Regions from separate parts of the Mus musculus genome. Here region 1 is linked to region 2. The links are chromatin contacts, called in public promoter capture Hi-C maps. All regions are on one chromosome and are shown on one strand. Each heading gives the region's core, a stretch centred on a gene start, on an enhancer-like site or on the middle of the called end of the contact. The rest is flanking DNA. Distances are from core to core; before and after follow the strand shown.

The links. Promoter capture Hi-C pulls out the DNA fragments that hold promoters and counts their contacts.
Region 1: a promoter capture Hi-C map of pre-B cells shows a contact between it and region 2, with 13 times the contacts expected there. The contact joins the promoter of 4930547E08Rik here to the promoter of Abtb2 in region 2. A contact is called at or near these places in 17 of 39 promoter capture datasets (the 3T3-L1 cell line, 3T3-L1-derived adipocytes, the C10 cell line and 12 more), 1 of 15 datasets of contacts at CTCF or cohesin (large pre-B cells), 7 of 484 Hi-C or Micro-C datasets (B cells, bone marrow-derived macrophages, embryonic stem cells and 3 more), 11 of 115 datasets of contacts at active chromatin or transcription factors (the SCID.adh cell line, bone marrow-derived macrophages, embryonic forebrain and 5 more) and 2 of 9 other capture datasets (adipose tissue and liver).

The regions. Positions count from the first base shown.
Region 1 is chr2:103,809,330-103,812,054 of GRCm38.p6, forward strand. It overlaps 4930547E08Rik (RIKEN cDNA 4930547E08 gene), which reads right to left and starts at 1,293. Exons shown (of 4, transcript NR_040514.1): 1 at 1,144-1,293.
Region 2 is chr2:103,564,742-103,567,643 of GRCm38.p6, forward strand. Abtb2 (ankyrin repeat and BTB (POZ) domain containing 2) reads left to right here and starts at 1,569. Exons shown (of 17, transcript NM_178890.3): 1 at 1,569-2,868. The coding sequence starts at 1,986.

The DNA of each region.
Region 1 (2,725 bases), core at 43-2,542, 240 kb after region 2:
TTGATATGCAGCCTCGCACAGATCTAGAACCTTCACTTTCCTTTTCCTTTGCAGCACGCAGAAACAAGCCCATGTTTTGGGGATGGATGGGGAGTTTGTTTGTTTGTTTTGTTGTTGTTGTTGTTGTTTGGTTTTTAGTCTCTGACCATGGGCATTTTGTGCTATCAACATCTAACATGACAGGATTTTATTAACTTCCAAAACTTGAGGGTTTTATCTTTCCCAGACTATAAGTCTAGAAATATACCAAGGCAACCATAGGGCAAGTTTAACAACCAGCTCTCAGGAGGAAAGGGTTATGTGAGTGTGAGGTTGTAAACACATATTAGCTCTTCTTCCTGCTCCCTGTTGAACTGCCGAGGGTCCAGAGAGATTCTTTTTTTTGTTTGTTTGTTTGGTTTGTTTTTGTTTGTTTTTGAGACAGGGTTTCACTGTATAGCCCTGGCTGTCCTGGAACTCACATTTGTAGACCAGGCTGGCCTCGAACTGAGAAATCCGCCTGCCTCTGCCTCTCAAGTGCTGGGATTAAAGGCATGGGCCACCACCGCAGGGCCAGAGTGCTATTGGGTCCTTTGCTTGTTTGGTTGGTTTGTTGGTTGGCTGACTTTGGCTTTTTGAGACAGAGTTTCTCTGTGTAACTTTGGTTGTCCCAGAACTCATTTTATAGACAAAGCTGGCCTCAAAATCACAGAGATCTACCTGCCTTTGACTCCTAAGTGCTAAGTGCTGGGATCAAAGGCATGCACCACCACTGCCCAGGTCTGATACTGGGTCTTTGATATTTGTATTTTCACAGAACCCTAAGACCTTTGTGATTCTCTGAGTCCCTCTCCTCTGGCAGCGTGTGATCCTTTGAATTAATTTGATAATCTTTTTGTCTGGGTGTTTACGTGAATCCTTCACTATATCCTCTATCAGAGTTCAAAATGTTTACCTGATTTTCAGTGAACCATTTTTGGCAAATTAATTGAATCCCAGAGAGAATACTAGGGATCCCAATTTGTAGATGAAGTATAGGAGTGTAGGTCATTTTTAAGCTCTACCTGCCTTTAGCTCCGGGAAGTGACCGCACAACCAGCCCAGTACCAGCTTCCCTTGAATCCGCAGATAAAACACACACACAGTACTTCCTTTTCAACTTGCCTTCTTGGCACAATTACTAAACTCCCCAGACCAACAGCCTGTAGGAGTGGTCTGTGTAGCCACTCCACTTTGAGATCTCACGTGGTTGCCCGATTCTCTTCTTTCCAAAGCTTGTTGAACTTTGTTCTCCTCCCTTATGACTGGTCTGTCTTCTGGGACCGGAAATCCCACCTCTCTTTTCCGCCCAGCAATTGGCCCATGGATTTCCTTACTGACAGATCAAGAACCAATTGGAACTTGGGAGGCAGAGGCAGGAGGATTTCTGAGGCCAGCCTGGTTTACAAAGTGAGTTCCAGGACAGCCAGAGCTATACAGAGAAACCCTGTCTCGAAACAAACAAGCAAACAAACAAACAACAACAAAAATGAACCAATTGGAGACCAGGCCCTTAGCATCGGCCCCGCCCCCTACACAACAAGTTGGTGTTTGTGTTACAGAGTATGTGGATTGACAAGATGATGAGTCTTGGGTGCTTTGGTTCTGGGCTTCTTTTCTTTTTAAGGGCTTTCTGAGGACATATTGGCAGACATCATTTTTTTTTTCCTTCAAGGCATGGTTTTTCTGTGATCCTGGATGTCTTAGAACTCTGTAGACCAGGATGGACCAGGCGGGTTTTGAACGCAGAGATCATCTCGTCTATCTCTGCCTCCTGGGTGCTGGAATTAAAGGCAAGCACCACCACACCCAGGTAAGGACATCATCCCTTTTAGAGGGAATGAAATGTTTTTGGATTCTACTAGCTCTTCTGGGCCCTAACTGCTGAGGCACAGTAACACCTGTCACTCAGAGAATATATTTCTCCTTTTATCCCCAATAAACCAATTAAGAACACTGAGGTTGGCATCTGTAACACATTCCTGAATAGATTTGCACTTCCTCTCTCCAGTTCTGGTTAGTCTCTAACAAGAACTCCTCTTACTCAACAGCAGGTACACTATGATGTGGACCAAGATGCCTTGCTTCATGGGAAAGTTTTTTGTTGTCCCTACCACAGATTCCAACTACACAACCCTTCCACTCTTCACCAGAGTACCGGCAGCTACTTCTGTGACCATGCACTTCTCAGAAAGTATGAAATCTGTGTTCACCATCCACTTCATTGGGTCTCTGACAGCCAGTGGCAGGGAAGGAGATACGCAGCTCCGTCTTGACTCAGGTGAGGGCCTAGGTGGCGCCACAAAAAAAAAAAAAAAAAAAAAAAAAAAAAAAAAAGCCATCAGGTCTTCCTTAATGACTAATGAGCCATTCTCCAACAGGGAATATTTACTTTTTGGTTTTCGTGTTTTTGTTTTTTTATGTGTGTAACTGCCTGTGTTCTGTGTGCTTGCCTGGTGCCTGTAGCATCCAGAGGAAGATCCTCTGGACCTGGAATTACAGTAGGTGGTGGGAACTAGTATATGGATTTTGGGAATCAAACCTAGATCCTCTGGAAGAGCAGCAAACTCTCTTAACTGCAGAGCCACCTCTACATTTTATGGTACTGAGGCAGTCCTGGTACTGGGGCTCTAAGCCTGCCAGACAAGTTCTCAACTAGTGAACCATGACCTCTAGCCCTTTTGATTTTGAAAGGAAAAAAAAAAAA
Region 2 (2,902 bases), core at 319-2,818:
AGTCAGCCTTTTGAAGAAAATGAACAAAGAAAAAAAAAAATTACTTCCTCTGGATATCCACTAGAGGACGATATTTCCTTTATTATATTTCTCATAATGGGTATTAAATCCATCAAACGGTTTTTCGTGTTTTCTGACAAGTTGAACCTCTAATTTAACTTCTAATTTCGCCTCTATAAAATGTGACTCTGTTAATTTGATGACTTATGCCTTGCACAGTACTTCCGTCCTTGACTCTGTTTCCAATTCTATGGCATCAGGAGGCAACGTCTCATGTACCCCAGGAAAGGAAAAAATTAAGTAAAACTGCCAAATAAAAAATCGCTTTATGGGGAAAGGGATCATTAATTTAAGGAAAGAGACAAACCAGACTTTTCTAGTTCGTATCCAACTCACGGCCCAAGGTCAGAACTGTAAAGTACAGCACAAAGGAGCTATTCAGGAGCTGGCGAAGAGGACTTGGGACGAACGTTGTGCACAATCCGCGCTTTGATTTTGCAGTCCTGCTGGAGGGGGGCTGGTGCACGCTTGTGCACGTGCGTGTGAATAGTTATGGAGGAGCAGCTGGTCCTCCGAGAGCTGGGCGTGGATCTATGCAATCAGTAGCTCTCTAGCGAGCCGCTTGGGGTGCACCTGGGCGCTACTGGAAGGACAGCAATTCACTGTACCCAGGAGGCACCGAGTCCCGAGGGGGAAGAAGACCTGCGGACCCGCACATCATGCCAGCAAGTCCTTAAAAGGGAACACCTGCATGCACGAGGTGTTCAGCGCAGGTCCTCGTTTTTCATCTGGTTCCTTGCAGGCACTCCCTCCCACCTTGGACAAAAAGGATCCGCCTGATAGTACACCGGTAGGAGGAAAGCCGTTCATTCTTTAGGTTTGGACTCCCACCTCCTAGATAATCCTTGGAAAACAGTGGACTGTAACAGTGGATACAGGGGTGTGATCACAGGCCTCTGAGTGCCGGGCTATTTTCAGGTCCCAGTTTAAGATAGTCTGTTTCGATTGGAGCCTAAAGTCAATATAAACAAAACTAGATAGATCTGAGAAGAGAAGCAGAGGTGCTCCCCTGCCCTCCAAACATAAATAGCTTTTCATTTCTCAAAAGAGAAGGAGGAGGGGCTTGGTAGAAAGTCGACAAGAAAGGTGAGTCGGGTCTCCTCCCAGTTTTCTTTTCCTACTGCCCTGGGCTGGGTGCTCACAGCTTTACAAGGAGCTGCCTGCCTAAGTCTAAAGCATAGAAGGCGGGAAAGGGACAGCACATAGGGGCTTTTCCTTTTCGTTTATCTTTTAATCCTCAGCGCTGGGGCCTGTTTTCGGGTTCCCCCGGCTTTCTGGGTCTCTGCGCCCCACCTCCTTGCCAGCTCGCTCGCTTGTTCTCCCCACCCAACCCCCTCAGCCATACCCACCCGCTACACCCCATTCTCGGTGATTTGCATATTTCCCGCCCCTCTCGGAAACCATTGGCATAGCCCTTGCCCGGCGTGGCTGATGATTGGTGAACCGCCCGGGTGTATTTGCATGCGGGCCGCTCCAGAGGACCTATCTGTGTCTGTAACCCGCGCCCCGTAGAAGTTTGTGGAGCGCTTTCTCAGCGGCTGGTCCCAGACGGACCTCGGGCGCCTCGCTCTTCGGTGGCCGCCCCGTTTTCTCGGGATTCTTTCTGTGGTGATGGACTCTCCGGACGCTCTGTAAGGGAAGCTGAGAGCTGGCGGCGCGAGTTCAGAGGAGGAGGGCTGGGAAGTCCGTTCGCTGACAGCGGCGCGACTGAACGCGGACGGCGTCGGGCTCCGGCCGGCTGAGAGCTTCGCCTACCTTCCCGCGGCCTGTGCGCGGGCGATGCTGCGGCCCCGAGGCGCGGCGCGGCGAGCACGGAGGGCGCCTCCGAGAGCCTAGAGCTGGTTTCCGCCCCCTTCCCCCGGGGCAAGTGGGCATGGAACAGTGAGAGCCCCTCGCTCGGCGAGGCCGCGCGCGGAGGCTCCCCCATGGCCGGGACATACAGCTCCACATTGAAGACTCTGGAGGACTTGACCTTGGACTCCGGGTATGGGGCCGGCGACTCCTGCCGCTCGCTCAGCCTTTCGTCTTCCAAGTCCAACTCGCAGGCGCTCAACTCTTCGGCGCAGCAGCACCGCGGGGCGGCCTGGTGGTGCTACTCCGGCTCCATGAACAGCCGCCACAACAGCTGGGACACGGTGAACACAGTGCTGCCCGAGGATCCCGAAGTGGCCGACCTCTTCTCCCGCTGCCCGCGGCTCCCGGAGCTGGAGGAGTTCCCTTGGACCGAGGGAGACGTGGCCCGGGTGCTCCGCAAAAGCGTCGGCGGCCGGAGGCTGCCCTCGTTCTCCGCCGAGGCTGTGAGACGCTTGGCCGGACTCCTCCGCCGGGCGCTCATCCGCGTGGCCCGGGAGGCGCAGCGCCTTAGCGTGCTGCACGCTAAGTGCACCCGCTTCGAGGTGCAGAGTGCGGTGCGCCTGGTGCACAGCTGGGCGCTGGCCGAGAGCTGCGCACTGGCAGCGGTCAAGGCGTTGTCCCTCTACAGCATGAGCGCTGGGGATGGGCTGCGCCGCGGCAAGTCGGCGCGCTGCGGCCTCACTTTCTCCGTGGGCCGCTTCTTCCGTTGGATGGTGGACACTCGCATCTCCGTGCGCATCCATGAGTACGCGGCCATCTCGCTAACGGCTTGCATGGAGAACCTGGTGGAGGAGATCCGGGCCAGGGTGCTGGCGAGCCAGAGCCCAGATGGCGGAGGGGCAGGAGGTGGAGAGGTATCCGCTGAGGCCTTGGAGATGGTCATCAACAACGACGCCGAGCTCTGGGGAGTCCTGCAACCCTATGAGCATCTCATCTGTGGCAAGAACGCCAATGGTAAGCACGAGGGGGGTGTGGGTGAAGGGAACCT